Linked DNA regions of Macaca mulatta: region 2 is linked to region 1. A link is a contact called in public Hi-C data. All regions are on one chromosome and are shown on one strand. The core of a region is the stretch at or near the end of the contact, and the rest is flanking DNA. Distances in the headings are between cores, read along the strand shown. Region 1 has its middle 19 kb from the start of HIF3A. Region 2 holds the start of LOC717246 (large ribosomal subunit protein eL20-like).

Region 1 (2,897 bases), core at 210-2,709:
GTACTGGAAAGCCCTAGAAAATTCTATGAGGTATCACATGTTCTATGAGGACCCCAACTAAAGCAATAGCATTACTCTCAGCGCTTCTGTAAAAGACACTGCAATATTGATGCTGTGTTTTCTTACAGAATTACCCCATTAACCAGGGCAATCTAGTGGAGTTAGGATGAGGATTGCATTGTAATTCGAGAGAGCTGGTAAGATGGTCCTTGGGCTCCCTAGATCAAAATATTATAGAGTTTTATTTTTCCAGAATAATCAACCAGTGCGGGTAGAGCAAGCAGCTCTGGGGTTGGGCATTAAACCATTAAGGATGTGACGACTTGATAGCACGGGGCAGTGACAGCTGAGCATCGTGTGTGGCAGAGCTGCTCCCTCCTGCCTGGCATCGTGGATCCTGAAAGCCCTCAACTTCCTCCTCCACAATTGTCAGGGGAGATGGGTTCCTGGCCAGTCCTTTGTTTCTGGCTTCCAGAACAGCCAATTGCAGATATAATTTTCTACCTCTAGGAATGGTGTCTGCTCTGATTCTATAAGAAAATTCCAGGAGCAGGGCTGGGCATGGTGGCTCACACCTGTAGTCGCTTTGAGAGGATGAGGTGGGGAGGATCACTCGAGGTCAGGAGCTCCAGACCAGCCTGGATAACGTGGTGAAACCCCATCTCTACTAAAAATACAAAAATTGGCTGGGTATGGTGGCGCATGCTTGTAAACTCAGGTACTTGGGAGGGCAAGGCACGAGGATCCTGGGAGGCAGGGGTTGCAGTGAGCTGAGATCATGCCACTGCACTCCAGCCTGGGCGAGAGTGACACTCTCTCTCGCTCAAAGAAAAAAAAAAAAAAATTAAAAAAAAAAAAGAAAATTTCAGGATAAGGTGCTATGGAGAAACCTCAGAAAAACAGCCAAAGGTGACAGAATTCTTTTTTTTTTTTTTTTTTTGAGATGGAGTCTTGCTCTGTCGCCCAGGCTGGGGTGCAGTGGCCAGATCTCAGCTCACTGCAAGCTCCACCTCCCGGGTTCACGCCATTCTCCTGCCTCAGCCTCCTGAGTAGCTGGGACTACAGGCGCCTGCCATCTCGCCCGGCTAGTTTTTTGTATTTTTTAGTAGAGACGGGGTTTCACCGTGTTAGCCAGGATGGTCTCGATCTCCTGACCTCGTGATCCGCCCGTCTTGGCCTCCCAAAGTGCTGGGATTACAGGCTTGAGCCACTGCGCTCGGCCCAAAGGTGACAGAATTCTTGAATAAAAAGGGGTCATAGGGATTTGTATCAAAATAAGTTGATGGTGTTTCCTGTTTGCTGAGCAGAGCAGCCACGTGAGGGTTTTGGGTTCCTTCTCTCCTCCTCCCATCCTCCTCCTGCAAACGCTCTGCTTCATGAAGTGGGGTTAACCAGGGTAGGGATGTGGTCTGACCAATGTGGAAATAAATATTATTTAAAAGCCACTGGAACCACAACAGCACTTTAAGTGATATGACTGGGATATGAGTCACATACAATTACAACTTCCGTTTCTCACATTACAGGTTAACTCACTTTCTTTTTCTTTTCTTTTCTTTTTTTTTTCATTGTTTGTTTTTGAGACAGAGTCTCGTTCTGTCGCTCAGGTTAGAATGCAGTGGCGTGATCTCAGCTCACGGCAACCTACACCTCCCGGGTTCAAGCAATTCAAGCTTCAGTAGCTACTCAGATATTGAGTAGCTGGGATCACACCTGGCTAATGTTTGTATTTTTAGTAGAGATGGGGTTTCCCCATGTTGGCCAGGCTGGTCTTGAACTCCTGGCCTCAAGTGATCCACCTGCCTCAGCCTCCCAAAGTGTTGGGATTACAGGCATGAGCCACTGCACCCAGCCTAATTCACCTTCTTATTTTTCTTGTTCTGTATAATGACTAGGGAGAATTAAATCACTTTGGGGCAAAAATCACTGTCTTCTGTTTTTTGGGGTTTTTTTCCTTTTTCTTAGACAGGGTCTGGCTTTGTCACCGAAGCTGGCTGGTAGTGGTGCGATCTCAGCTCGACTCTGCCTCCCGGGTTCAAGTCATTCTCTTACCTCAGCCTCCTGAGTAGCTGGGACTACAGGTGTGTGCCACTGTGCCCAGTTCATTTTTGTATGTTTTGGTAGAGGTGGAGTTTTGCCGCGTTGCCCAGGCTGATCTTGAACTCCTGAGCTCAAACGATCCTCTTGCCTCGGCCTCCCACGGTGTTGGAGCTACAGATGCCACAGCGTCCACCCAGTGGTGCCTTCTTAATTAATGACCCTTGTTATCCATTAAGTTCCCCTTTGTTGTCCTGCTTTGCTTAGACCAAATAAGAGAAAAATCATGACTATTACACCCTTTGTAAAAGATGTTCAATGTGCCCTTCTCAAAAAGAAACATTGCCTAGAAGCAAATTGCTGTAACCGTGTGCCAGCCTTGTATGAAAAAATGTTGTAATCCTGATAAAAACGTCTCCTTCTTTGTCTACAGTCTTTGGCTATATATATATTTATATGTAAAAAAATATATATATGAAATGTCATATGTGTCATATGTCATATATATGACATATATGTATATATGTGACAAAGACAGAGGAGTCTAAATAAGTGTATGTACTTCTGTTTTTTTTGAAACGGCGTCTCACTTGGTTGCCCAGGCTGGAGTGCAGTGGCCGGATCTCAGCTCACTGCAAGCTCCGCATCCCGGGTTTACGCCATTCTCCTGCCTCAGCCTCCCGAGTAGCTGGGACTACAGGCGCCCACCACCTCGCCCGGCTAGTTTTTTGTATTTTTTAGTAGAGACGGGGTTTCACCGTGTTAGCCAGATAGTCTCGATCTCCTGACCTCGTGATCCGCCCATCTCGGCCTCCCAAAGTGCTGGGATTACAGGCTTGAGCCACCGCGCCCGGCCAAGT
Region 2 (2,826 bases), core at 93-2,592, 120 kb before region 1:
AGGACAGCTCTGGGAAACGGGCCCAAGAAAACGCCTTTAAACATCCCTGTTTCACTGACAGGAAGACTTCGGCCCAGAGTGGACGGGAAACAGAGAAGCGTAAGCCTCAAATAGTTAGAATGGTAGCTGAGACCAAATTTTGAGAATTGGAAATGTTTGCATACCATACAAATGAAAATCAGAAAAATATATGGGGATTGGCAAAAGGGCATCCTCTTTCCCCAACACTTTGCCGCCATCTGCTGGACGAGTGTTGTAATGACTATAAAACACCGTGGTGCTGCAGCGCCCCCTAGCGCCATGCAGTTGACAGGCACAGAACAGTTCCAAGAGAATTGTTTTTTCCCACCGGGACGTTTCTGAGTTTATTTGGGGCACACCCAGGCGAAGGCCCTGCACCTAGAAGAAGGTGTTGGGCCTCTTGGTGGTGAAGCGTGGCTTGTGCTGACGGCGCAGGACCCGGTGGGGCAGCGGGAACTTGATCTTGGAGTCGTGGAACTGCTTGACAGCTGGCCGACGGCACTTGCTGGCTGCAATCTCCTCCACCTTCATGATCTGAATAGAGTGGGCCCGGGCGCGGTGGCGAGCGCCCGTGTCTCGGTAGCACTGGGTGACAGCACCCGCAGTGGTCAGCTTCCGGTACTCCCGGTACATGTTGTGGGTGCCGCTCCGGGAGTCACAGCGCAGCCAGATGCCGAAGTTCTTCACCGGCAGGGGGTGCGTCTCAAACACCTGCCCACAGTAGACAGTCTCCCCTGAAGACTTCTTCATCTTCTTTTTTTTTTTTTTTTTTTTTTTGAGACGGAGTCTGGCTCTGTCGCCCAGGCTGGAGTGCAGTGGCGCGATCTCGGCTCACTGCAAGCTCCGCCTCCCGGGTTCACGCCATTCTCCTGCCTCAGCCTCCCGAGTAGCTGGGACTACAGGCGCCCACAACCGCGCCCGGCTAATTTTTTGTATTTTTAGTAGAGACGGGGTTTCACCGTGGTCTCGATCTCCTGACCTTGTGATCCGCCCACCTCGGCCTCCCAAAGTGCTGGGATTACAGGCGTGAGCCACCGCGCCCGGCCCATCTTCTTTAACTGAGATACAAAGTACCAGAAGCGGGACTTGGCGACGACATGATTAGGCGCAAAGATTTGCATGCGGTAGAGGGGCTGTGTGTGGCATTTGGGGGTGCGCAGGCAGCGACCCACCACCTTGTACTCTCGTAGGGTGCCCGAAGCCTTCATGGCGTCCTCTCCGCGCTCGCCGCCACCCGCAAAAGCGAGAATTTTCTTTTTTTGAGACGGAGTCTCGCTCTGTAGCCCAGGCTGGAATACAGTGGAGCGATCTCGGCTCACTGCAACCTCCGCCTCCTGGGTCCGGGTTCAAGCAATTCTGCCTCAGCCTCCTGAGTAGCTGGGATTACAGGCACCTGCCACCACGCCCAGCTAATGTTCTTGTATTTTTAGTAGAGACGGGGTTTCACCAGGTTGGCCAGGCTGGTGTTAAACTCCTGACCTCTGATCCGCCCGCCTTGGTCTCCCAAAGTGCTGGGATTACAGGCGTGATCCACCCCGCCCGGTGGAGAAATCGTAAAAGACCGCTAACAAAAATGCTTTGAGGCCGGGCGTGGTGACTCACACCTGTAATCCCAGCACTTTGGGCAGTCGAGGCGGGCAGATCACGTGAGGTCCGGAGTTCGAGACCAGCCTGACCAACATGGTGAAACCCCGTCTCTACTAAAAATACAAAAATTAGCTGGGCATGGTGGCACACGCCTGTAATCCCAGCTACTCAGGAGGCTTGAACCCGGGAGGCAGAGGCTTCAGTGAGCCGAGATCGCGCCACTGCACTCCAGTCTGGGCTACAGAGCGAGACTCCATCTCAGGGGGAAAAAAATGCTTTGAGAGCTGCACAGCTCTGGGGGAAGTCGTGAGTTTTCTATTCAGGGGTAAGGTTAGGGACCATCCATGTACTAAAAAGGGAAAAATCAGATTAACCAGGCAGGATAAATTCTTGCCATCATAAAATTTTTGTTTGCTAAAAGGGGTCAAAAGCTTTTCCCCAGATATTATTTTAGCATTTGGCATCAAAGGGCTGTTGCGAAGACCCTAAGTGCCTGCAAACCGCCTGACACGTAAAGCGCTCAATGCTACTGCAAACTGGTTCAGGGCACAGACTGCAGCCAGTCAGCTGGTGCTCAAGTCCCGTTCTGCCACTTGCTGGCTGTGTGACTCTGAGTATGTAACTTAACCTCTCTGTACTTCAACTTGCTTATCTGCAAAATGGGCATCTGAAAAGTGTCTGACTGAGCTGGAATGCAATGTTAATGCGTGTGAACTCTTAGAACAGAGCCAAGGGGCCAGGCGTGGAAAATGCCTGCTGTTCCTCGACTTATCCTGAGATGGGTGCCCACCCTGCCCCTCCTGGTCCCTTCAGGTTTTAACTGCTTCCACACGTTTTCCAGTGTCCAAATTCCTCACCCTGGCTCCCCACATCTGCTGGACCACGGAGATGAGAGCCACAGGAGGGTGTGGGCAGAGGCAACCATGGGCCCAGTTTCTCCATCTGCCAGGTGTGGTGCTGGCAAGGAAGGGTGGGGTGGTGGCCTGTCCCTCTGGCTGCCAAGCAAATGACATCCCCCATAGGTGGGAGGCAGGCCCCGCCCCCCTCCACTGGTGCTATGGAGGTTGGGTCATCTCTCTGCCTGCCCTGGTGGCCAGAGCTTGGGTCTGTGACCTAATCATGGCCATTGACAGATGGGGGCCGGGGAAGACAGCGTGAAAGGGACCAAGAGAACGACAGGGAGACAGAACTCAGGTCCTTCCTGCCTTGGAGTCTCTG

Evidence for each region. Hi-C and Micro-C count contacts between places; a contact is called where the count stands out from the background.
Region 2: a Hi-C map of blood shows a contact between it and region 1, with 4 times the contacts expected there. The contact joins the promoter of LOC717246 here to the enhancer-like site in region 1. A contact is called at or near these places in 7 of 14 Hi-C or Micro-C datasets (CD4 T cells, blood, cortical neurons and 4 more).

Annotation. Positions count from the first base shown.
Region 1 is chr19:58,771,208-58,774,104 of T2T-MMU8v2.0, reverse strand. No RefSeq gene overlaps it. Among named protein-coding and RNA genes, the nearest start is that of HIF3A, 19 kb to the left of the region's middle. Within about 2 kb of position 1,459, at least 8 of the 40 cell types and tissues checked have an H3K27ac peak or open chromatin away from gene starts, as enhancers often do. A contact at or near this core is called in CD4 T cells and blood, where this site is marked.
Region 2 is chr19:58,890,300-58,893,125 of T2T-MMU8v2.0, reverse strand. It overlaps LOC717246 (large ribosomal subunit protein eL20-like), which reads right to left and starts at 1,342. Exons shown (of 2, transcript XM_077980790.1): 1 at 1,062-1,342; 2 at 251-762. The coding sequence starts at 1,229. The coding sequence ends at 400. The region is part of intron 1 of LOC144337229 (a long non-coding RNA gene); the gene reads left to right.